Regions from separate parts of the Mus musculus genome. Here regions 1, 3, 4, 5, 6 and 7 are each linked to region 2. The links are chromatin contacts, called in public Hi-C, Micro-C and promoter capture Hi-C maps. All regions are on one chromosome and are shown on one strand. The core of a region is the stretch at or near the end of the contact, and the rest is flanking DNA. Distances in the headings are between cores, read along the strand shown. Region 1 holds the start of Rpl4 (ribosomal protein L4). Region 2 holds the start of Hacd3 (3-hydroxyacyl-CoA dehydratase 3). Region 3 holds the start of Zfp609 (zinc finger protein 609). Region 4 holds the start of Pclaf (PCNA clamp associated factor). Region 5 holds the start of Csnk1g1 (casein kinase 1, gamma 1). Region 6 holds the start of Smad6 (SMAD family member 6). Region 7 holds the start of 1110036E04Rik (RIKEN cDNA 1110036E04 gene).

Evidence for each region. Promoter capture Hi-C pulls out the DNA fragments that hold promoters and counts their contacts. Hi-C and Micro-C count contacts between places; a contact is called where the count stands out from the background.
Region 1: a contact with region 2 is called in a promoter capture Hi-C map of neural stem cells. The contact joins the promoter of Rpl4 here to the promoter of Hacd3 in region 2. A contact is called at or near these places in 22 of 39 promoter capture datasets (the 3T3-L1 cell line, 3T3-L1-derived adipocytes, the C10 cell line and 14 more), 3 of 484 Hi-C or Micro-C datasets (CD8 T cells, natural killer cells and pre-B cells), 12 of 115 datasets of contacts at active chromatin or transcription factors (astrocytes, bone marrow-derived macrophages, effector CD8 T cells and 9 more) and 3 of 9 other capture datasets (adipose tissue, embryonic stem cells and liver).
Region 3: a Hi-C map of CD8 T cells shows a contact between it and region 2, with 4 times the contacts expected there. The contact joins the promoter of Zfp609 here to the promoter of Hacd3 in region 2. A contact is called at or near these places in 2 of 39 promoter capture datasets (erythroid cells and liver), 2 of 484 Hi-C or Micro-C datasets (CD4 T cells and CD8 T cells) and 1 of 115 datasets of contacts at active chromatin or transcription factors (memory CD8 T cells).
Region 4: a promoter capture Hi-C map of liver shows a contact between it and region 2, with 2.4 times the contacts expected there. The contact joins the promoter of Pclaf here to the promoter of Hacd3 in region 2. A contact is called at or near these places in 3 of 39 promoter capture datasets (liver, pre-B cells and second pharyngeal arch cranial neural crest) and 2 of 484 Hi-C or Micro-C datasets (B cells and CD8 T cells).
Region 5: a Micro-C map of embryonic stem cells shows a contact between it and region 2, with 6 times the contacts expected there. The contact joins the promoter of Csnk1g1 here to the promoter of Hacd3 in region 2. A contact is called at or near these places in 3 of 39 promoter capture datasets (liver, pre-B cells and second pharyngeal arch cranial neural crest), 2 of 484 Hi-C or Micro-C datasets (B cells and embryonic stem cells) and 1 of 115 datasets of contacts at active chromatin or transcription factors (memory CD8 T cells).
Region 6: a contact with region 2 is called in a promoter capture Hi-C map of pre-B cells, with 2.2 times the contacts expected there. The contact joins the promoter of Smad6 here to the promoter of Hacd3 in region 2. A contact is called at or near these places in 3 of 39 promoter capture datasets (liver and pre-B cells).
Region 7: a contact with region 2 is called in a promoter capture Hi-C map of erythroid cells, with 22 times the contacts expected there. The contact joins the promoter of 1110036E04Rik here to the promoter of Hacd3 in region 2. A contact is called at or near these places in 3 of 39 promoter capture datasets (erythroid cells and liver), 1 of 115 datasets of contacts at active chromatin or transcription factors (pancreatic cancer cells) and 1 of 9 other capture datasets (adipose tissue).

Annotation. Positions count from the first base shown.
Region 1 is chr9:64,171,994-64,175,653 of GRCm38.p6, forward strand. Rpl4 (ribosomal protein L4) reads left to right here and starts at 1,394. Exons shown (of 10, transcript NM_024212.4): 1 at 1,394-1,440; 2 at 2,831-3,002; 3 at 3,201-3,307; 4 at 3,591-3,660. The coding sequence starts at 1,438. Zwilch (zwilch kinetochore protein) reads right to left here and starts at 938. Exons shown (of 19, transcript NM_026507.4): 1 at 825-938. The coding sequence starts at 898. Gm23344 (a small nucleolar RNA gene) reads left to right here and starts at 3,055; the gene lies at 3,055-3,122. It overlaps Snord16a (small nucleolar RNA, C/D box 16A), which reads left to right and starts at 3,439; the gene lies at 3,439-3,529.
Region 2 is chr9:65,020,108-65,023,568 of GRCm38.p6, forward strand. Hacd3 (3-hydroxyacyl-CoA dehydratase 3) reads right to left here and starts at 1,610. Exons shown (of 11, transcript NM_021345.2): 1 at 1,350-1,610. The coding sequence starts at 1,436.
Region 3 is chr9:65,825,859-65,829,083 of GRCm38.p6, forward strand. It overlaps Zfp609 (zinc finger protein 609), which reads right to left and starts at 1,706. Exons shown (of 10, transcript NM_172536.3): 1 at 1,608-1,706. It overlaps Trip4 (thyroid hormone receptor interactor 4), which reads right to left. Exons shown (of 14, transcript NM_001357872.1): 14 at 3,069-3,225.
Region 4 is chr9:65,888,716-65,892,045 of GRCm38.p6, forward strand. Pclaf (PCNA clamp associated factor) reads left to right here and starts at 1,608. Exons shown (of 4, transcript NM_026515.2): 1 at 1,608-1,759; 2 at 2,017-2,094. The coding sequence starts at 1,714. The region is part of intron 1 of Trip4 (thyroid hormone receptor interactor 4); the gene reads right to left.
Region 5 is chr9:65,907,321-65,910,905 of GRCm38.p6, forward strand. Csnk1g1 (casein kinase 1, gamma 1) reads left to right here and starts at 1,690. Exons shown (of 14, transcript NM_173185.2): 1 at 1,690-1,848. Trip4 (thyroid hormone receptor interactor 4) reads right to left here and starts at 1,474. Exons shown (of 14, transcript NM_001357872.1): 1 at 1,119-1,474.
Region 6 is chr9:64,020,799-64,024,039 of GRCm38.p6, forward strand. Smad6 (SMAD family member 6) reads right to left here and starts at 1,261. Exons shown (of 4, transcript NM_008542.3): 1 at 1-1,261. The coding sequence starts at 226.
Region 7 is chr9:64,048,201-64,051,518 of GRCm38.p6, forward strand. 1110036E04Rik (RIKEN cDNA 1110036E04 gene) reads left to right here and starts at 1,629. Exons shown (of 3, transcript NR_040713.1): 1 at 1,629-1,695.

The DNA of each region.
Region 1 (3,660 bases), core at 144-2,643, 850 kb before region 2:
TTTTTTTTTTGATTTTTCGAGACAGGGTTTCTCTGTATAGCTCTGGCTGTCCTGGAACTCACTCTCTAGACCAGGCTGGCCTCGAACTTCGCCTGCCTCTGCCTCCCGAGTGCTGGGATTAAAGGCGTGCGCCACCACGCCGGGCTCTGAAACTATCTTAAAAAACAAAAGCACATTAGTTCTTTTCCTGTAGTAGTGAAAAATTATTACTGCTTTTGTAAACAGGAGGGGCAATAATGGCAGTTAAAAATGATAGCATTTAGAGACTAATGGGCTATACCCAACTAGCAACACCTTGCACCTAGAATTAAAGTTTTTTGTCTTCACATCAGGCCTACGAAATCAAAAATCTCAGAGGCTGAGCCAGTCAATGTATATTTTGGCAACCCTGTGGGTGATTCTGATGTGAGTCGCTGACTTAGATTTTCACACAGGATGTAGAAGTTGACAGAATTTCACTGAGGGAACACAGTGAATTTGTGGCACGGCTCACGCCTCTCATCTCGGCATCAGGAGGCTGCCGAGGAGGGTCGATGCGGATTCTGTCCGTTTCTGAGCTTGAGGCCCGATGACATCTAGCTCTCTGTGTCCCAGGAGCCTCTACTTAGAAGCGTGTACATCAGTCCAATCCGTACACTGCTTTGCCATCTTGCCTCCCTTGGGTAAGCTCGGGTGTTTTCTCCGGAGGCCGGCAGTAGCCTAGGCCTCCGCAGAGCCCTGGCTGCCTCTCACATCCCAGGTCCAGGAAAGCCGGCAGCCAGCTGTGGCAAACACCACCGGCAGGGGAGGGACAAGTACCATCCCATTCCCCAACCACAACTCACTGCCGGAGACGAGCATAAAACTCCTCCGCCGCGCGGTTCATTCGCGACCACATACCGCCGTGGCCTCCGTCCATTGCTAAGAAGTTAAACTGAACTGCGCGCCCAGACAATGACGTCAGAGGCCATGACCCCGCCCCGCCGGAACTACTTCACGCTTTAAGTTCGGTTTGTACTCAACGCTAACACATTGCTTTAATTTAGTAGAGCATCCCCTCAATTTACTATTCCAAAAGTCTCCCATTTCTGTTAGGGGGGAAAAAATGGACTAAAAGAGATGTTATGATGAGGGTGGGCGGGATGAGGAGAAAGATAATTCTCGCGAGAGTTGTGACGAGTTACGAATTATTCCGCGAAAAAGAGTCCCTCCTTTCTAATCACTCTTTTTAACTTTAAAAAAAATGAATACATAATTTTAACACACGTCACGCAATAATATTACCTTTTGAAATTTTTACATGTAGCAGAAAGATAGATCGTGTCTCTAATTTGATTTTGATAAGGGGCAGGATGCGGAAGACGAGTGGAAGGATATATAGAGTACAAGTGACAAGTCTTTCCTTTTCCTGTGGGAGCAGCCGGGTAGAGAGGAGCGTGGCCTTCTCCTCTCCCCGTCATGGTGAGTGGAGGTCTTCTACACTGGGCTTCCCCCTGGTCTGGGGGGCGGCTATAGAGGAGGGCGAAGGTTCAGAACATGGAATCTGCAGAGAGGAGACGAGGGAAAGGAAACCTAGCACCTTTTCTGGCCGGAGCTGAGTTGTGGGCGCTGAGGCAGCCATCTTAGAGGCAACGTGGGCAACAGCGCCAGGTGGATGGTAGAGGAACCTTTGGGATCTTAGCTTTTCTTAGTTCTAAGCTTTGCTTAGTTCTAAGCAGGGTTGCTGGAAGCCGAGCGTTTTGATGCCAGAGACTTGTCAGGGGTTCGAGATCGTCCGATGACAACTCCGCACAGGCCGTGGCGGGTCATGTGCTTTCAGTCCGGAGAAATTGTCTTCAAAGAAAAGGGCTGAAGGATATCTGAATTTATGCTTTCCAGGAAGATTGCCTTCACCTCTTTAAGACAATTTCTGGAAATGCATGTCTTCGTTACTTTATATGATGTAATCTAGACCTTTGAATCTTAAGCGAGTTTTCAGTAGTAATTAGTATATTGTTTTACCACGAATGTTTATCTGTAGATGGATTAAGGTTGTTCTGACCACAGTAATTTGGAGACTGTTAGATTCATCGTTAAACCGACTAGATAGGTTGTCCTATTGTGAGACGACTTAAAGGGGGGTATAGTAGAAGAGATGGTATAGTATCTGGAAGGGCACATGGGAAATAGGTCAGACCTAAGTGCTGGTGGAATCCTCAGTTAAGAGTCTTTCAGAGTATCAAAACGTTTCTGAATTTGAAGGGGTCTGGAACATTGGATAAATGAGCAGGCCAGCTTTGCTGAAGTTGGTGAGGGTAGAATTAATTTAACATGTCCTCATTAAACAGTATCTATGAACAGTTTTTATAATGTTGCTTCCAAGTTTGTTTCTCATTAAAATTGATAGATTTTCAGGTTGTCCTTTTGCTGTAAAACTATTGAAATGATAAACCCAGTGGTGGTTTACTGTGTTGCTTGAATTTGGGGTCTCCTGCAAAGCAATACTTGCCTCAAACTGATTCCACAGATTGGCCTGTATATGGCCTCAAATATTGGGACTTTTACTTCTGTATTTACATATTTGTCTCCAGATATCAAGCTCTTGACATTTAATTATGGGATGAATGTGTCTCCAATGTTGTCAATATAAGTACTCTTGATTATTTTTAAGTGAATCCATTATTATTATTATAACATTATATGGTTTTATTGGCATTGTATTTCCTGTCTCACACAGTTAACACCTGCCTTCCTAGTCCCCAGGGAGTCATATCTGTTTGCAAGTACTAATAATGTGGGCTTTAAAATCTAGGTTTCAAATACAGGAGATGGTACTTCCTCTGTTTTAGTTACTTTTTTTATTCCTTCCAAGGCTTGTGCCCGTCCCCTCATATCGGTGTACTCCGAAAAGGGAGAGTCATCTGGCAAGAATGTCACTTTGCCAGCTGTGTTCAAAGCTCCCATTCGACCAGATATTGTGAACTTCGTTCACACCAACTTGAGGAAAAACAACAGACAGCCCTATGCCGTCAGTGAATTGGCAGGTATGGATTTGCATTCGTCATCATGGTTATATACTTTCCAGGGCTCCTTTGCAGTAAATGATGAGATTCCATTGGTCCGTGTTTCTGAACTACATGATTTTCCTTGGCTATTCTGATACTGCCTTTATCATGCATTAGTTTTAAGTCATGGGTTTGTTATGAGTTAGTTCCTAAACCTTTTGTTCTTCCCAATTTTAGGTCATCAGACCAGTGCTGAGTCTTGGGGTACTGGCAGAGCTGTGGCTCGAATTCCAAGAGTTCGAGGTGGTGGGACCCACCGATCTGGCCAGGGTGCCTTTGGAAATGTATCCTTGATTAGTGCTCTTGGCAACTGACCAACTGGACTTAGGCTAATTAATATTTGAATCATGTTTAAACATACTAGAGTCTCTCTAGACAAAAATCTGGAGATGTTTGGCTGGGAACTTGCAGTGATGTCGTAATTTGCGTCTTACTCTGTTCACAGCGACAGTTGCCTGCTGTCAGTATGCTGGTTCAGAAGGTTGACGAACATTGTTACTGAGCAAGTAGTAATCTTGTTAATTTTCTAAATTTGAAAAAGATGTTAATTCTTGACAAAGAAAACAGATGTGTCGTGGGGGACGCATGTTTGCACCAACCAAAACCTGGCGTCGTTGGCACCGCAGAGTGAATACAA
Region 2 (3,461 bases), core at 360-2,859:
TTAAAACTAACGCCTCAGACTAGCAGACGTGAAGCCCCAGAAAGATAAAGCCTCCATAGGGGTGAGGGACTCGTTCTTCCCAAAATTTCTTAAAAAGGACTTTTCTCTCCAAAAGAAATGTTCTCCTTTCTTCTCCACCTTCACAGTGTTCACTGTTAACGTGTTTCAAACTCGAATCTCTGGGCATGGTGGTGCACACTTGGAATCCCAGCACTCAGGAGGCAGAGGCTGGCAGATCTCTGTGAGTTCCAGGCCAGCCTTGGTCTACATAGTAAGTTCCAGGCCAGCCATAACTATATAGCATGACTGTCTCCAAAATACAAAAATAAAAATTAAAAACAAAAACTTTTTTTTCTATTTTAGCAAAGAATCTTGTAGCAGAGTAGAGAACAATAGCACAGAGAATTATTCATCCTATTCTAGAGTAGCATTTATTCGGGTTTGCTTACACCTTAAATGAAATTTACTGCTTACTCAAAGACATTCTGGCCAGTATTAGCTTCATCGTTCACAAGGGGAAATTATTTACATTCCAGAAGCAAAGATTAGACTCAAGTGGACATGGGCACCTAGACCCTGCAAGAAAATAGACCAGATGAATTGATGAATTCAGACAGGTATCTAACTGCGAGCAAGAAACAGTTCAGAGGAATGAAGATTACAATACCATGGATGTCAAGGAGACTAGGGAAAGAACATTCCAGACCAAAACCACTCGCTTCACACAGAATACTGGATGGTCTGGTTAGAGACATGGGAAGTTCCCAGGGATTTGATTTGCTCACATTAATAGGTAAACGTGGTGAAATGAATACTTAATGTCACACGATAATTTCTTTACGCAACTTGCTAAGGCTGAGCTCGCAGCCTTAAAGAGAGGATGGAAATCATTTCCTTGGTGAGCGGAGGTGTGGTGTAGATTTCTATCACTGAACGGTTGGGGGGTTGCCCCCCGCCCAGCCCAGCGACGGGCCTTGAGAAGGTCAATGGGCCGCCCGGACTAAACCTCAGAGGCCAGCGCTGACGTCCTGCTACCGCACAACAGGCCACTGTCAAGCCGCACTTTAGACCCACGGAGCTCATCCCACAATTCAGAGGGCCTTAGGCAACCCGAAGGCCAGCCGCCGGCTTCCAGGACTCTGCTGAGGCTCCCCAGGGCGCCTACCAGGAACAAAGGGGATACCGGGGCCAAGCGCAGAACGCCGGACGGCACCTGCAGCCCCTAAGGGAGACCGGGGCGCTCCACTCGCGGTTCCTGCTGGCGCACTGCAGGAGCGCAAACGCACAGGGCGGCCGACGGGGACCGGGGGGCCCCCGATCCTGCGCGCAGCCCGCAGCCCGGCCTTTACCTGCACGTCACTCAGCTCCACGCGCAGATACAGCTCGCGGTGTCGCTGAGCCCAGTAGACATGCGGCGTCAGCACTTGAGTCTCCATGGCCCACGCTGTCCGGGGGAGCGGGGAGGCTCGGCTTGCTGCGCCTCGTTACCTCGGCCTGTGAGCCGCTGGAGCTAGCAGAACGCAGGCCTCAGACCCGCACGCTCCGCAGCCCGCAGCCCGGCTGTCTCGAGATAACCCACGCTCGCGGCTCGCGCTTGCGCAGTGAGGACCGGGGCGGGAGGGCGGGGCGAACCCAGCGAGGGAGAGGACGGGGCGGGACGTGGGAGAGGCTAGCGGCTGCGCCACGTGATCAGCGGCTCAGTGGCCTTCGGATCAGAGGCTTTTGAGCTCCTCGCTTACCTCCTGTGGCGCTTCAGAGAGGTCCTTGCACAAGAACATGAAAGTGAGAGGCTCTAATCTACAAAGAAAGGGCGGATTGGCGGCGTATGAAGAGGCTTGTGTGCAAGGATCCCTTCCAAGTTTTTTTGTATGATCGCAGCGTTTAGTGAGAACCCACTTCCTCCCTGGGCTTCAAGGCCACACACAGAAAGACAGATGAGCCATTCAAGACATACATTGGTGTTGCTTTTTTTTTTTCTTCCTTCCTTCCTTTCTTTCTTCTTTCTGTCTGTCTTACTATGTAGCTCTAGGTGACCTGAAATTCACTTGGTAGACCAGATCCAGGGACCTGTCGTCTGCTTTTGCCTCCCTTGTGATTTAAAGGTGTGCAACACCTCCCCTGGCCTCAGGCTTCCTGTTTTAAGAGAGATGGTTTCCATTCACTGCCCAACAAACAGAACAGCCCATTCGTTATAGCTATCTACATGAACTAATAAGCAAACAAACAAATCAGTTCCTTGGCATCCCTAGCCCCGTCCTGAGCATTTGAGGACCTGGATGCTGCAGACAGGCACTCTACTATAACCTCAGCTCCTTGTAGTGTCATCATCTGTTTCTAAGTTTTTCTGTAAAGGAGCACAGCTATTATGGGCCCATTTCCAGGGAAATCAATAAGGAGACAGAGACAGAGAGACAGAGATTAGTAAGAGGACTAGAGGACTAGAGGACTATAGCCTAGTCGGTAGTGGGTTTGATCCCCAATAGCACATAAATCAGGACTAGTGGTGAACACCTGTAATCTCAGCACTTGAGATGTTCAGAAGTGCAAAGTCATCCTTAGTTACGTACTGAGTTCAAGGCCAACCTGAACAAACAAAGGAAAGGGAAATAAAGTAGAGTTTATCATCCAGGCTAAAAAGTACACGGTGGTGGGGCAGGGTGAGGGAGACTAGAAGGCAAGGCCAGGGGCAGGGGGATGGGAATAAGGCTTTTATGATGATGTCAGTCAAATGAAAAAGAAACCACACTGTCCTCTCTAGAGACTGCCCCCCCCCCTCCTAGCCCTGTTTGGCTCAGGGCCATGTCTCCCTTCTCAGAGATCAGTCATTACTCCTGCAGAAAGCTTTCATTTGGTCCTTGACACTGATAAAGGCTATTGCCAGGACGTACGCCTAGTTTCTGCTGTTGGCAAGAGATCCTGCTTGGCTCTGATGTTCACCTTTTTACAGACTCTTCTGATGCTTGAAGGACTTAGAGGAGGAGCTGCTGTAGATGGGGATGTAGATTATTTGGTAGAGCACTTGTCCAGCACACACAAAGCCTTGGGTTGGATTCCCAGAACCACCAGGCCACGTATACCAATGGTCCACGTATGTAATCCTAGCACTTGGAAGATGGAGGCTAGAGGATCAAGCGCTCAAGGTCACCTGGCCTGGGATGCACGAAGCCATGTATGAAGCAAAAAAGAGAGGGTGAAGGGAGTTGCTGAATTCAGCAATTTGGATCCTCACCTATGCACAAAACATCTAACCAGTTATCTATAACCAAAACCAAGTTTGTCTGTCTAAGCCACAAAGGGAGAAACACTGACTGAATAAACCCAGGCATCTAGTGGGCAACAATCAGATCGTATACCTATAACCTCCTAAGTATGCCAGAAAGGTCAATAACTGCTCCCAACCTTTACCAGAAAGATCAGCTCATCAGTTACAGTTTAAAGGAAATCACACAGTTGTCCCCACC
Region 3 (3,225 bases), core at 456-2,955, 810 kb after region 2:
CTGGACTCCCCTATCTTACTCATATACAGGCCTTTAGTGGTGTTCCTAAGAGAACAAACAAAAATAACTGCAGGAGACTCCCATTTCTATACAGAGACATTTAAATACAATGTTTTATGCAAGTACAGAACCTTCTTCACAGTCACCTTCCTCAAAGGTCTGCCACAAAGCATGAGGGTGGCGTGTCCCAGACGCTATTCCTTCACAACTTAGTTACAGGCTAACCAGAGGCAGGCACAACATGGCTGGCATCCTCTATTCTTCTGAAAAATGTGTGCCAGTGAGCCCTGCATTGTTCCTCACTCAAAAAGAAGAGCCTTTCTGTCTGGCCTCTTCCAATGGCAAGCCCCAGTCTGGAAAAGGAAGAAAATGGCACTGAGGAGCCTGGGAGATGGAGCATATCCAAAGCTCTCAGACAAGACTTGAACCTATGACCTTCACTGTGTACACAATAGGCGAGTGAGAGGGACCGGTTTATCTCTGCTGCAACAGTTCTCAGCCCTGGGGTAGCACTCCCGATAAAATGACACGACTATTGTGTGGCAGCAGAACAGTCATCTCTCACAACAGCCTAAACCAGCACTCCCTCCCCCAAGACAAAGCAGCAGGGGTGAAATTAACTCAAGGCTGCAGAGCAAAGCCTAATACAGAAAAGAGAGGCCTGTGGGGGCTTAGGGACTCTCCTCAACCCCTGGGGCTCTGGACACATGGCTGGAAACAGACAGGCTTTCTCCCCCATCTTTCCCACTCTCATTTAGGTAGGAAGCGGTTTCTGAGAGAATTTAATCATCTGTGATTTGTTCAGAAATATTCCCCCTGAAGGGCTCTGCTCTCTCCACCCTGTGTGAGCCTAATTCCTAGAAGCCGAAATGACTGTTTGCCGCTGCCTGTTTCACAAACACACATTAATTGGTCAGATGTGTCTCCTCCTCCTCAGCCCCAGAGGGAGGAAGGAGAATCTGAACCAAGCAGAGAGATGATCCAACCGTAATTACACATAAAGGGAAAAGAGGGCAGCATGGGGTTTCCAAACAGGACAGGGTCTCAAACCCTCCCGGGGATACAGGGACAGCAGTTTAAAGTCCAGGCCTAGGGATCCCTCCATCTTGAAGAAAAGGACAGGAGTAAAATGTGACCTAAGACTGGAAAGGCGCACACACCCACAACCTACTGCCTGCACGCTCCCAGCCACCTTGCTCTCCTTTCCCGGGTCGCGCACACGTCCTGCTTTCAACCCTCCGCTCCCGACGCTCCCCTGAGTCCCTAACGAGCCCCAGTCGCCCCGGGGCTCCCTCGGCAGAGCCTCCGAAAACTCTCTGGCCTGCCCCTACCACCTGGCCAAATCAGAGACTATCCCGGGCACCGCCACCCTCAGCCCGAACCGCCCGGGCCATGCTTTGAACTTCACCTCAGGCCCCCTCCCCCACCCACGCAACGACCCCGCTTTCCCCGCACACACCTTCCCCTCGCTCCGCCCCGGCCCCCCCAACCCCCACTTCCTCCGCCGGGCGCCGCTGCTCCGGCGCCCTCCGCGCCCCTCGGCGCCGGGCCTCCCCCAGAGTCGCCTCCCCCTCCCAGCCCCGGCTCCACACAAAGCTTAGACTCACCGCGCGGCCGGTCCCGGGAGCCGCCACCTCCGCCCGCCCGGGGCCCCGGGCCGCAGAGCCACCACTGCTACGCGTCCCGGGCCGCCATCTGGGCCGCGGCCCCTCCCCCTCCCCGCCCCGGCTCTCCGCCCCTCCCCGCGCCGCTCCGCCCCGCCTGGCCGGGGCCGCTGTGTCCGGGGCTGCGGGTCCCTCAGCTGCCGCCGCCGCCGCCGCCGCCGCCGCCACCGCCGCCGCCGCCGCCGCGATCCGGGACAACCAGGGCAGCCTGGAAGACCTGGACACTGGATTCTCGTGCTCTCGGATCCGGATTCCGTGCGCTATGGAGTCTGGAGCGGGCGAGTGCACGAGGAAACCCGGAACCTGGATGCAGGAGCTAAGTCCTGGGTCTCTAAATGCGCGGTAGCTGCGAGCCCTGAGAAAAGAATGCTGGAAAACCTGGCGGGCGGGTCGAAACTAAGATAAGCTCAGAAGACCGGGCTGGACAGTTTGAACCCAATGCTCTCTCCTCGTGCAGATTCCTGGCTGGATAAGACTTCTCACCGAAAAGTCTCTGGAGAAGCGTTAGCTCTTAAATACAGATGTTTTCTATCGTGGAAAGAGGAAAGATCATGGGATCTGAACATGAACCTTTCTACAAAGAACAGAAGACAAGTGCACAGCTCTTAACTGTCTCATCCATTTTGCCGCTTAGTTCGGCAAACTATTTTAAGTAAAGAATTTAGGGTGGGGGTTGGGGGGGACAGGACACGTGTCGTGGCGCACGTTTGCAGGTCAGCCGACAATTTGCAGGAGTCGTTCCCTCCACCATTTGGTTTTAGGGATCAAACTTAGATCCTTAGGCTTAGCAGCGCGCATCTTTACCCACTGAGCCATCTCACTGGCCCTCAAACTCCTTTTTTATTCAATGTCTTCAGTTTTTCTTTGATTATCGTTTGTTTTCCTCTAGAGTACCTGTGTCCCTTTCCACCTCAACATCCAGTATCACTAAATCTTACTGCTTTTTAACCTTGAGCCCGTTTCTGCACTCCATCTCACCATTCTGTCACTATAGATTGTGACTTTTAAATCTGTTACCTATCTTAAGGTTGCCCAGCACACCATCTACACAGCAGACATTCTGTTCTTGTGAAATTGAGCCCTCCCACCAGTTGCTTACGAAACTGCTTCATGACCTAAGACTTCCACCTCCTACCATAGCAAACCAATGTTTATCCAATTCTCAAGAACCCCCATCATGCCCTTCCTGTGTCTGAGACCATTTTATTCAGCTATGCAGTTACCTTTATTCTCTTATCCTAAGGGCACTCTTCACTGGTGCCATTCACAGTAGCATGTGACTTAGAGATCGAGTGAGTCATAACTTTGCTATCTTCACAGAAAGAAAAGGAGGGTGGGAGAGCTGACAGCTTAAAGATGAACGCTAAGCCCAAGCCCATCTAGTCTAGGAAAAAGTAATTCCCTCTTGGTCCATAGATAGTTTTATTGGATAGTAAAGGGACAGAACTGATGACTCAGAGTGGCGGCCAACTTACCAATCTATACTCTATATTACAAAATGAGGGCTTAAACAGAAAGGAAAAACAGGGTTTAGTGTTCCATATCTCTGTGATTTAATGAA
Region 4 (3,330 bases), core at 358-2,857, 870 kb after region 2:
ATTTTCACTTGAGTTGTTTGTCTAGTTGTTTGGTTGTTCCATTTTCTTTTCTTTGTGTAGCCTTTGCCTTCCTGGAGCTGATTCTGTAGAGTTCCAGGACAGCCTTGATTCACCTGCCTTTGCCTCCTGAGGGTTGGGATTGAAGGCCTGCACCACAGCCTGGCTCCTTTTTTCTTGATGATTTATTTTATGTGCATTGATTCCCATCTTGCCTGAGTGTGTCTGTGTCAATGTGTCAGATCCCCTGGAGCTGGAGTTACAAACAGTTGTGAGCTGATATGGAGGTGCTAGGAATTGAACCTGTGTACTCCAGGGTCCCTGGAAGAGTAGCCAGTTCTCTTAACTGCTGAGTTACCTCTCCAGCTCCTGTTTTTTCGGTCTAGCTCTTTCCTTTCCTTCCTTCCTTTCTTTTTTTAAATAAACGATTTATTTTAATTTTATGTGTATTGGCATTTTGCCTGCCTGCATGTCTGTGTGAGGGTGCCAAGTCACTTGGAGCTTGGTTACTGCCATGAATGAACTGCCATGCTAGTGCTAGGAATTGAACTGGGTTCCTCTGAAAAAGCAGCAATACTCTCAACTACTGTGCCCCTTTTCTTTTCTTCCTTTCTATATTTTTTTCTTTTTTCTAAAATATTGTGATCTAGCCCAGACTGGCAAGGAACTCACAATTTCCCAGTCTCTCTGCCTCCTCAGGGCTGAGATTACAAGGTGCAGTAGGCCTGGCTTTAAAATCTTTAAATTGAATATACTATTAATTGTTGATTTGGTTAAGGCCCTGAATAGATTTCATTGCTGTTCAAGCATAATTCACTGCAGAAAAGTAGTTCTGTAACATGCTGAAGGGTCATCTTTTAAACAAGCATTAACAGACAGCATTCTGCAGCAAGCACATACGGTTTTGTTTCGTGCATGGCATTCAGAACAAACACAAATTCTTAGGAATATTGTAATTTGAAATATGGGTCAGACAATATGATCTCTTTTTTGCAGGGTTATCCTCACGTGGGTTGGTGCTGTGACCCTTTTACATTTGGCATTTAAAAAATTCTTTGGCCATGTTTTTTAAATTTTATTTACTTATTTTTATATGTGTATGGACAATTTGTCCTAATTTTTTGTCTCATGCGATCTGAAAACGGTTTTTAAAACACTGTAAACTAAATAAACTAAATTGAGTTTTCCTTTCTCCCGCCTCAGAAAGTTGTTTTAGAACACAGTAGGGTTCATCCTTAGGATACTAAACTTTAGTTATGATTTACATAGAAAAGTCCACTTAATTTTCACTTTCAGTGTTTAATTATCATGGATTTAACTCTGGTAACTTTTGAAGAAATTTTACAATCCCTATCTCTACTTGGTTTTATTTTGGCTAGTTCACAACCTATCTACCTCACCTCCATACTTCGTGCCCCCCTCTTCCCCCACCCAGAGTCCTAGCACCGCCTACCAGGGAGGTACAAATCACGACCACTGGGGCTGATGGACTGACTGGCCAGCAAAACCTTAAGTCTCGAGGCTGTCACTGCTGGACGCTGTCAATTGGTCCAGAGTGAAGGCGCGGAACCAATAAGAATCGAGGTTCTCAAGCGCTTGGAGCGCGCGGGAAAGAGACCCATTTAAACGGTGGCGGGAACATCATTTTCGGGTTCTTCTCTAATTGAGACATCTGCAGTTGGGGTGACGGTGAAAGTTGTCTCTTCTTGTGTGAACATGGTGCGGACCAAAGCAAACTACGTTCCAGGAGCCTACAGAAAAGGTAAATGATGCAGCGAGGTGGCAGGGGGTTCCCTAGGCAGCCTGTCCAGGGGTGGAGACGCCCATGGCTGCCTCCCATTGAGCAGCTAGAAGGCAGGCTCCCGGCCCTCACTGCTAATAAGCTGCAGAGAACAGGCAAGGTCGTTTGCTGCTGTTCATCTCCCTCCTCTTTACTGGCCTGGGACTGTTGTAGAACAAAGCTCGGGGATCCGAACCCTCCTGCCTTTTCTGAACGCCCCTATTTATCTCTCTCTGCAGCGGTGGCTTCTCAAGCCCCTAGGAAGGTGCTTGGCTCCTCCACCTTTGTCACCAATTCTTCAAGTTCGTCGAGAAAAGGTAGGAAGGGTCGTGGAAGCTTCTGAAGTAACACCCCGAGAGCATCAGGCCGGGCAAGGCAGTACTAACCTGTGTGGTCCTGACCCGCGGTGGATTTATTTTTACTTAGTTTCCTTCCTCTGGAATTTGTTTCCGTTGACATTCTCACACCTAAATTTCTTTCTCGCCCTCTAAGGGAGCCTTAGTCTTTCAGCAGGCTTGGATGGGGGTGAGGGTCCAATGGAAAATTCATGTCTTGGTGGTGAGGGGCAGTATATTTTTAAACTTTTTTTTTTCTTTTCTGAATGGTGTTTTAAAAATTGTTAACAGTTACTATTTTCTTGGAGGCTACTTAAGTGTCTCCTCATTAGATTTATGGTGATGATTGACTGTACTACCGCGTTTCCGGTTGGGGGATGTATGTGAGTGTCTGTTTGACCATGCATGCAATCTTTGGGAACTGAACCCTGGGCCTTCCTTGCCCATGTTGAACAAGTACCCTACCGCTGAGCTAACCACACTGCCCCAGATTGGTTTGCTTTTGTCTCTGCTTTTCCCTCCTCCTCTACTCCCCAGTTCTTCCCCTATCCGACCTTCCTTTTTAACTCTCTCCTCCCTTTTGTTCTCCCTCCTTCCCTCCCTTTTCCTTCTTCCAAGGTCTCATGTAGCCCAGGCTGGCCTCAACATTTTTATGTACAAAGAACACCTTTGAACTCCAGATCCTTCTGCCCTCCATCTCCCCACTGCTGGAATAACACACACACACACACACACACACGTTCTCATGTAATTCAGGGTAGCCCCAAACTTGTTACGTAGCTAAAGCTGGCCTTCAACTTCTGATCTCTCTGTCTTTAAGATCTTCAATTTAGGGGATTAGCAGGTCAAACTTGGGTTTCCAGGATTGTAGGTGAGATTCACCATTCTCCTGTTATATTTTTTAAAGGGGCAATTTTCTCTGAATTTTGATTTTACATTCCTATATTAAAATATAACCAGGAATGGTATTTTTCTTATGCAAAGGAGCCAGCAGCTTTGAAAAGTAGGATTTACTCTTATAGAAAGCTTAACATTTCCCCTTCCCCAGGTATTGGGGATTGAATCTATGGCCTTGGGCATTTCAGGCAGAGTCCATTGCTGAACTGTGTTCTTAGCTCTATCTGTAATGGGGAGAGGGCTTGGGATTGGAGTTTCAGTAACCTGCCTGCGTTGGCTTTGTGCTTGCTTGGTAATACACGCAGGTTTTGAACTTTGGAT
Region 5 (3,585 bases), core at 440-2,939, 890 kb after region 2:
ATGGTGGGGGTAGGGAATGGAACTATTTTAGACTTAATAACCAACTGCTGGTACATTTGAGCCTAAAGTGGTTTCTTAAAAGCTTTGCAGAGTTGACTGCCTAGGATGGATCAATTTAATGCCATCCTATGAGTCTAGGAAATGAAAAGGCCTAGTGTTACTTTTCAATTACCAAAATTAGTTTTCTGTCTTAGCTGAGGTAAACAACAGTCTACTAATAATTTTGTGACCAATAAAATCGGGTCTTACAGTTGCAAGTGTATCCACTGATGTAGATGAGAAAAATTCAGAAGTTAAAGTTAAAATAGGAAAGCCGGTCCATCCCGGTAGTGAACGCTTTAAATCCCAGCACCTGGGAGAAGAGGAAGGTGGGTCTCTGAATTCAGGGCCAGCCTGGTCTACATAGACATTACCTGATCAGTCATCCAGGGCTTCAAAGTGAGATTCAGACTCAAAAAATAATACAGTCAAGTGATGGTTTTATCCCCCACCCCAGGTTTCTCTAAAAATATAATTACTATAATTATAGGGGTCGTTACAGGGGGTTATTTTGTTGGCTTTGGTCTCCACCATAGTTTTCCAGTTTTTTCAAAGAGTGAACTTATGCCTCGGGTATGTTAGGTAAAATGTTTTAAAACTGGGACTGACCATGTAGTCTAGGCCTTGGAGTTACTATCCTCGCTTTTCCTCTGGAGTCTAAGCATTACAGGTCTGCTTGTCATGTCCAGTAAATGAGTCTCCTTGCCTCCCTTCCTTTCTTCGATGCCTGGGAATCGAACTAAAGACCTTGGGCATGCCAGGCAAGTTTTGTATCACAGACCTAAATCCCCAGCCTAAATGAGGGTTTTTATGGACACCTTTCTTAGTCACCGTATAGGTATGTTGGTTTATTCTGATGGGAGGCTTAGTTGTCTTCCTACTCAAGCGAGATTACCGGCATTCTTTGTCTCCCCCAACTCCCCCGTTTTATGGAATAACAATAATAATATTACTCTGGTCAATTTTCATAGACTCAAATATAGCTAGGTTATTTCCAGGTCACACATAAAAACGTTAAATCCTTAAAAAAAAAAAAAAAAAGAAAAAAGAAAAGACAAGGTAAGACAAAACTTTCTTACCCACTTCACTGTTCGACTTCTGGAGCCGGTTCAGAACGAAATGCATGCAAAAGTCTGGTTGAAACGACAGGAAATCCACCAGAGGGAGATGCTTGCTAGACAGTGAGAAAGAAGCTCCCGCAAGGGGCCTGGAGAGGAGCTTTGGGAGGAGCTGCCGAGATGGCCCAGGATTCCAGGAGGTGTGTGTAGTTTGGAGCTGGTGTCAGAGACCAACTGATGGAAGCAGCTACGTTGGGCCTACTACCTGCTGCAGCGAAGGGTTTACCTGGCCTAACATTGTAAACTAAAGGCCTAAAAACATTTCCAAATGAGAAAACGAAGCTCCCAACCCACTTACCAACAGTCCCCGAAGAAATGGGGGGGGAAGGGGGGTATTTAAAGGCACTTCCGCTTAGCAACCCCACGCTGTTGCTAAGGAGGGGCCGCAGCATTAACGACCCGGAAGTGGTGGTCTGAATTTCACAGCGACGACAGGGGTTTGTCCTATCAGAAGAACGAGGATGCTCTGCGGCTCCAGGAGGTGGGTGGGACCTGCATTAGTACTTCCGGCTTGGCTCGGCCGCCCCTCAACTGGTCTTCCCCCTCCCCTCCGCCTCCTCCGCTCCCTCCGCTCCCTCCCGCTCCTGGGAAAGCAAAGCTGCGGCTTAAGGGGTGGTTGAGAGAAGCAGTAGGCGCCTCGGGGAGGGGACCGCGCCCGCCCCCTTGGAACACTGGAGCACCGCTGATTTAGGTAGGTACTCTGGCTTCGACTGGGTCTGGGAGACTGGAGTCTGAGATGTGTGTGTGTGTGTACGTGTGTGTGTGGGGGGGGTGGGGTGGGGGCTTTAGGAGCCCTTCGCTGGGGCGGGGCAGTGGACTCGGGAATCCCGGGTGGGGCGCGGGCCTGTCCGTGGAGGGTTGCGGGGGCGGGACAGAGGGACCAGGGTCCCTGCGTGCAAAGAGTTGCGGGTTGCGGGTTAGACCCGGTCGCAGGAGGCGCCCTTTCTGAAGCAGGGACTTCGGCCAATGCAGACCGGGAGTTTCCCACCTGGAGTGCCAGCTCCGAAAAGAAGGGGGAGCATCATCCAGGGCCGAAATCAAGGGTATAGACTTGGAGAGGTGACTGTGGTCATCCTGTGCTTCACATTGTCCGCGTCCCGGACTCTCTGTTGGGACAGAGCCGGGCTTCGAGGGCTTGTAAGGGTTTCGTGTCGGCTGGGCACCGTGGAGCCGCCCTTGGCAGAGGTAGGGCAGAAGAGTGGGTAATGAGACCTCCCTCCACCCAACTTCCGTGCGCTTCCCCCGCTTCTTCCTTTATTGCTCTCTCGGCAGGGCGCCCTATAGGAGCGTTGTCCCCTAAGTGGGTACGCATCACGTCGTAAAACAAGAGTGTGAAACTGGGTTTGTTGCCCCCGGATGATTTTTCGGATATTTGCAAAGTGCCAGAATGGCATATTCTAGCAGTCTCCCAGACCGATATGAGTCTGGTATGAATTTTCTTAGAAAATGCAATACTGGAAGGCATCTGACTATATTCAAACGTAGCCTTGTAAATGAGCATGCTTTAAAAAAACCACTAGGAAATCCATATTTAGAGGTCTAGATGAGACATGTTTAGGCAAGCCTTTTTCAACCTCTTTCTCACCTGCCAGTAATCCTTTTGTGGTTTAAACGAATTAGAAATGCTATCTTCATTTTGTTTAAGTGACTGAATTGTAGGAAGTATAGTATATGTCTTAGAAGAACTAGTGAACATTTAGAGAGACAAGGGACAAGAGTCCCTTTCCAATGATTGAACTCTCTCTTAATCTTTTAAGGAGATAATTATGTTCAAGTGGAAGTATTGGCTTTGAGAAAGATAATTCTGGGAATGAACCCGCCTTTGCCTCTTAACTAGTTGTTGACTTTGGTCAAGTCACAGACTAACAGTTTCAGCCTCTTCACAAGGAGGAATTAAATTCTAGTCAGTGTCAAAAGAGAGGTGATTACTTATATAACTCCATTTAAAACAAGCACCTTTGAATTTCAAGGTTGTCATTAGTCAACATAGTTAAGGGAGCCCAACTTAGTGGAAGGGGATTTTTGAAAAAGAAACTGATAATATTCAAATAGTATACGGCAGGAATTCGAGGTTTGGGTTTTTTGTTGTTGTTGTTGTTGTTGTTGTTGTTTTGTTTTTGTTTTTGTCTCACACACACACACACACACACACACACACTCACGCTCTGGCTGGCCTGGAAGTCACTCTGTAGACCAGGTTGTATTGTACTCACAGAGCTCCGCCTGCCTCTGCCTCCCCAGTGCTGGGATTAAAGGCATGCACCACCACTGCCCGGCTTTATTATTCTTTATTTTGTAGTTCTGAGCATTCAGTTCAGAACGGTCTCACACAGTTTTCACTATTGAGATACAACTTTAGATCCTAGAAATTGATCATATGTAGCATAAAATGCAATTATCAATAGTTTCCTAAAGCCCATATTAAGTA
Region 6 (3,241 bases), core at 11-2,510, 1.0 Mb before region 2:
CGCCTCGCGGTCCCACCGCGTCCCGGGGCCGCCGCGGGGCTACCGAGCGGACTTCGGAGCGGCTGCAGCCTCCGCCCTCTCGTGCCCGCGGGGCAGGCTCAGCTCGGCTGCCCAGGCTCCCATCCTCGTCGACACCACCGCCGCCGCCGCTGCCTTCCTCCCGATCAGGGACCACACGACTTCGCCAAAGTCGCCGCACCAGCCCCGAACGTTTAGACCTGAACATACGATACCCTTTGGCGCCTGGGGTGGTGGGAGGGGAGGCGGTCTCCGGTTACCGGGGGTCCGTTCCCTCAACGAGGCGCCGGCTGAGCGGGCCGCAGCCCCACATGAAGCTCTGCCGCGGGGCGCCGTGCAGACCGCGCACAGCCTGTCGTCGAAGGGGCACCGCAGGGCTGCAACATGAGGGAGCTCGCGCCGGGCCAAGCCGGGCCGGGCCGGGCCGGGAACACGCGCGTGTTGAGCCTCAGTCCGCGAGGGACCAGCGGGCTACATGGATCACGATGGGCCGGGACCGCTCAACTCCAGCTGCTTTGGAGCCTTAGGGAAGCCACCAGCGAAACGATGCTAGAGACACCCTGCATGGGCCGGCGAGCCTTCAAAAGTTGCGCGGCTGGTACACGAGCACAAAGCGCTTGCGTCGTGCCCCCAAATGTGTCTGCACAACTCTGCCTTCAAAAGCCAAGCTATGCTACATGGGCTTTCCCTGCAGGATCCGAAACTAAGGCTTGTGGATAACTCCCATATCCCTGCAACAAAATAAAAATAGAAATAAAAGCAAAGCAAGAAAAAGGTCCCAAACAAAACTCAAAATGCTTGGATTTTGCACGCACGAAAAGCAATTCCGTCTCAGGTCCCGGGCGCTCGGTGCACTTGGGGCAAGTCTCTCCTGAACGCGGGTGTCAACACATGAGTGGAAGCCGGAAAAAAAAAATCCCAAAGAGCTGCTAGGAATCCTTAATTAAAAATGCAATCCACCGAAGCAGAGGTCGCAGCCCGCCCCACGCTGCGCTGGGTCGCTTCGGGCGCCGCGGCTGCCGAGGTCGCCCCCCCCCCCCTTCACCAAAGTGCCTCCTGGTGGCCCCGCGGTCCCAGCGAGGTTTGGCGAGGCAGCGCCCGGCGGCTCTTTCTCTGGACTCAGCTCCCTCGCTCGTTCCCCCTCTCGGCGCTCTCTCTCTTTTTTGTTCTCCTCAAACGCACACTGAGGGCCCCCGGAGGAGCGCCGCGGAGTCATTGGCTGCCTCCCATCATATGCCAGTCTAGACACTTTGGCGGCTCCGCGGCGCTGATTGTTGCGCAAACAAGGTTTCAAGTTTCTTAACTCTTAAAGGAGAACACGTCCCATTGCTGAGCCCGAGGCTCCGAGGGGGCTGGTTCCCGGGGCGGGCCGAACGCGGGCCCCCGCCCCTCGCCCGCCCCAGCACCCCCGCCCCGAGGCTGACAGTGCCCGCGACTCACTCTCAAGCTCACGTCGTGCCTTGGGCACGGATACCAGCCGTCCCGCACACGCGCTAACAAACACTCACACCCTGATGCCCAGCTCTGCTGGGTGAACCCACCGCGACCCGGACTCCGAGGCGGCCCTTTGCCTCTCTCTGGCTTGTGCCCAAACTTGCAAACGCGCATAGCACTTTAGAGTCAGTCCAAACCCCCAGCCTCAGCGCGGGCTAATAAAAATGGGCGTGTGTGTGCGCCTTCCTGCCCTCCGTCTCTGGGGAGTTGGGGGGCGGCGGCGAAGTTGGGATAGCGGGTTTCTTCCGTGTCCTATGAAGGCTCCACGCACCCCCTGCCCAAAATTAGGGGTCTCTCCGCCTAGGCTACACTGGGGGGCGGGTGATCGAGGGAGCTCCAGGATAGCCCGAGGTGGGGACTTGGACAGGGTGGGGTAGAGGCAGGAGTGCTCTTGGATGGCTCCTCCTGGTCGCCCCGGCTCTCCCTCCTGGCGTCCTAGGCTCCTCTCAAGGCCAGGCGCTTTCTTCTCCCTTCGAGGATTTACCTTATGCCCCTTCGAGAGTGATAGAGGGGCGTGCTTTCCCCAGTTATGTTTCACTATAAAAACGGGGGCAAGTTGGGGACAGACTTGGGGACCCGGCATGGGAAGGGTTAAGGCCGCTCCTGCCCTGGAGCCGGCGCGGCGGGGTACCTCCTCGGGCGTGCTTGCTAGTCCGAGGGTGGCAAAAGTTCAAGCTTGTAAAGTCAGGATTGGCCCCGCGCGGAGGGGAAAAAAGGCCTGGTTCCCCCTCCCCCTCCCGGGCGTGGCGCCGATTGGCCCAGCCGCAGGGCCGGCCCCGCCCTCCCCTGGCGCGCCGCGGCCCCACCCCCGGCGCAGCACCACGCCCCTTTCCGGGCAGGAGCGGGGCCCCGAGCTCAATGAAAGAAATTCCGCTACTCTCATTGGCCTGGGGCTTGACGCCGCACCCCGCGGGAGGCGGAGTGGGGAGGATGGGGCGCGGACTTGTGATCCCCTTTAGGATACCTGTGCTCTGGACTGCTGTAGCGAAGGTGGTGTGCAAGTCCAGGAACGGGTCTGGAAGTGCGCTGGGGGAAGGGTCGTGTGTGTAGGAAAGATACAGACTACTTCCCTGAGTCTTACCTGGAGCCAGGTACTCCAGTGCTGCAGGGCCGATTGTCACACCCACCCTTCACTATTTTGGCCAAGGTGAATATGAGTAGCTGTCCTGGCCTTGGTTTCTCAAGATTCTAGGAAATCCTTACTAATAAGTGCATACATCAAAAGTGGGCAAGAAGCGCCCACACAAACTTGTCTTTTAGCTTCCGTTCATCCCTGAAGAAGTTGATGATCCTAAAACGCAAAGAGAGCCTACAGGATTGTGCACACCCATGAGTACAGCACTTGGGAGGTAGAGGAAAGAGAATCAGGAGTTCAGTGCTCTCCTGGGCTACACAGAGACCTGGAAGCCAGCCTGGGCCTGCGTAAGACCCTGTCTCCGAAAGTCTCCCAAAATAAAATAATAAATACAAAGAGAAGCCAATTATGTTCTCTCTTACGAAGATTTTGTTGCCTTGCCTCTGGGTTACAATAAGAGCAGATGCTTTGAGCTCTTTACCATGGTAGCAGAAGTTTCAAGCCTAAACAGCTAATGGGTTTTATTTTCTCTGTGTACAGATGAGAAACTGAGGCACAGAAACTTGCTCATTTAATTTGAAACCTATTGAGAGCACTAAGACACCAAAACCAGAGAGCTCCAAGTTCTCACCCCCACTCCCCAACAGCAGGGAG
Region 7 (3,318 bases), core at 379-2,878, 970 kb before region 2:
AGGAAATAAGTAAATAACGGATCAGATGCAAACAGAGCACACAGTTGAGGATGTGAAGAGCAAGCATCTTTCTAAGCCCTGGGACCCTACTGGCACTTCACCTAACTAGAGGCTGAATCCCCTCAAAGATCCTCCCTTAGGGCAAGATGAGGGGCCTGGGCCCCACAGGAAGCACATGCTCTTTGCACCTTGAAACAAAGCTGCCTGGGGTCACTTAGTCTCTACTTGGCTACCCCCAAATAGCCAAGGTTACTACATGTCTCCCATGTCTCCATGTATCAAAGTCCCCGGCAAGGTCTTCTGCCACATCATCTGAACACTCCTGATCTAATCCGATCCCAGAAGCTAAGTAGAGCCGGGCCTGGCTAGCTTGGATGGGCCACGAAGTCCCTGGGAAGAGCCGCTCTTCCTGGGGAGCTCAGTAAGAGATGTGACCCGGGGAGAAAAGAGGCAGAGTAGACGCAGTGTGAACAGGAACCTGGGCAGCCAAGGAAGTAATGCTTCACAGAGTTTCTCTGCAGAAAGGCCCCATTGGTTGCCTCCATAGCCTTCCTCGGAGCCTTCACAGCTTACATACTGAGTGTTTAAGTGCTTACACACACACACACACACACACACACACACACACACTCACATTGAAATCCCAGTGGGACACTACAGTCTTGATGGTATCTCTCTTAAAGTGAGGAAGAAAAAAAAAAACAAAACAACAACAAAAAGAAAAATGGAGCTTAGAGGATCCCAAGCAGAGAGACTGACATATATAAAGAGCATGGAATGGTTAAGAAATTCCAGGGGACACCTTAGTCTTGGTGGCAGACACTAAACAGGAAGCGGCAGTGTAGGTCGGGCGTAAAAGTCCTGAGCATGAAAGCATGCATCTGGATTTTATGAGAGAGAAGGAGTTTTTGAAGCCGTTTACTGCAGGAGCCAGCTTGTGTTCTGCCTGATCTCTCACTTCCTGTGAGTGCTTAGGTAGGAGATGATACGGGTAGGAGGCAGAAATCCTGGCCTAGAAAGCCAGGACGCAAGGTTTGAGGGCCTGGTTGAAGCTAAGCAGACACTGTATACTGTATTTCTCTTAAATTGGATTATAGTCTCTCTCTTTTTATTCTGAATTAAGCTGTAATGGAATTTTTTTGTTTGTTTTATGTCTTTCCAAGGCTGAGTCTTTTTTTGTTTGTTTGTTGTTTTGTTTTGTTTTTTCTCTGTGTAGCCCTGGCTGTCCTGGAACTCACTCTGTAGACCATGTTGGCCTCAAACTCTGCCTCCCAAGTGCTGGGATTAAAGGCGTGCGCCACCAGTGCTCCGCCCCCAAAGCTGAGTCTTAAGGGAGTGCAGTCTGGCTTCAAACTACACAGCCAACGCTGGCCTTGAACTCACAGTTCTCCACCATACCCAGTGTGGGTAAAAATCAATAAAGCGTGTGAGGCCGGTGACTAAGCCACTACAAAAGAGCAAAGGTAAAAATAATGAGAGCTGTTAATGCAGCTTCACGTGCCCGTTGTACTGTTTTGTAGTATCCGGGGGATTTCCAAGTTCACCCTCAGTTACTCCTCCTAGCAACCCGAGGAGGTGGTGTCTTACTCCCAAACTTCAGGTGAGGGTATGACTACAAAGGAGTTGAGGATCTTCCCCATGACCAGCAGGAAGGGCAGCAGGACTCCAGGGACCTTGCTCTTCACGAGGTAGCAGGTGAGCACAGCCAAAGGCAGAGAAGGCCAGCTTGGACTGGAGTGGGCGTGGCCGGAGTAAAAGGGCCAAACCAAGCGGAGCCAAGACGAGCTTAGACTCAACGGCCCCCAGCTTGAAAAGGAAAGTATCTTCCGTAGAATTGTTCTGCCGGATACAAGCTCCGGGAAGTTTAACTATTTGGTGTTTGCTTCCAAACCAAACCAAACAAACAGAAAACCCCGCGGCGCTGTGGAAAGCGCGGAGGCCAGGTGATCACCCTATTTCCGGCGGGGGAGCCGGATTGGCCCTCCTATGCAGTGCCGGATGCCATGGCAACCAGACACAAGATGACTCTCCAGAACTGGCGCCACCTCCCCTGAGGCCTTGGCCTTGCTGTCCTCCAGGGTGATTGCCTAGTCAGGAGGGGAGAGGAGCAGCCACACCTCTGCCTGCCGGGACTCTGCTCTCTCTGCCTAGTAAAATTCCGGTGCTTCCTAAATCTCACGGGCCATCAAGAGTAGCAGCCCTGAGAAGTTGGGCGAAGGGAAAAAAAAAGCAAAAAACAAAATCCAAAATACGCTCAGGGGCTATCAAGGCACTTTGAATCAAAAACTTGGTGGCGACTCCAGCCGTGTGTAATCAGCAAGCCAGGGGCTTCTCTGTCGCATGCTCTAAATGGCAAGCCTGCTCCACACAGCGATTTCCCTGATTCTGGCCCAAAGTACAACCCTCCTCTTTCTTGAGCTCAGATGTTCTCAATGGGTCCTTATTGAAGCAGAATCAAGCCCCGAGCCTCTCCAACATCCAAGGCATTTCACAACGTTACCTTCTGGGAGACTCTGCCCGTGACTCATCCAGACAGTCACCAGCTTATCTTTCCTGAAACGCGTCCTGTTTCCAGGCTTGTGTTCTTGCTGTTTCATTTGCCTGGAATTTCCAGTCTTTCCTTCTGATTCCCTTTTGACCAAGATTTGAAGTTTCCCTTCCAGGAAATCTTCTTGGAATGCTTCCAGCTTCCTGGAAGTTCCAAGTCTATCCCCTCAGCCCAGGGATGAGCACTGATAGCCGTTGGATTTTGTTATAAGCAAAATTGTGGCATCACCAAGTTCATGTTGACTGACTGGCTGGCATCTAGTACTTCAGAACTGGGCTGTACTTGGAAGTAGGGGCTGTTTAGAAGTTGTTATGGAGGCTGGGGAGGTGGCTCAGTTAGTAGTGTTTGTCTTGCCTGTACCTTGAAACTGAATTTGATCCTCAGAATACATGTAGAAGCAGACATCATCATGGTGGTACACACATGAAACTCCTCCAGTGTCAGAGGCAGAGTCAGGGAGATCCCTGTGGCTCTGTGGCCAGCAGTCCGGACAGTCAGTGAGTTCTTAGCCAGTAAGAGACTCCTGCTTTGGAAAACAAGATGAACAGAGCCCAGGGAATGAAATCCAAGTTTGCCCTCTGGCTTTCACAGGTACACACATGTGCATCCCGAAAACACACACACACAGACAGACAGACACACACACACGGTCATTAAGACAAAATGAGGCCCTTATCATGGACTCCCATTCAAACTGAGTAGTGTCCTTGGACAGGAGGGAGTTTAGATAACCAGAGAAGTTATGGGATGAGTACCCATAGCAAGGATCT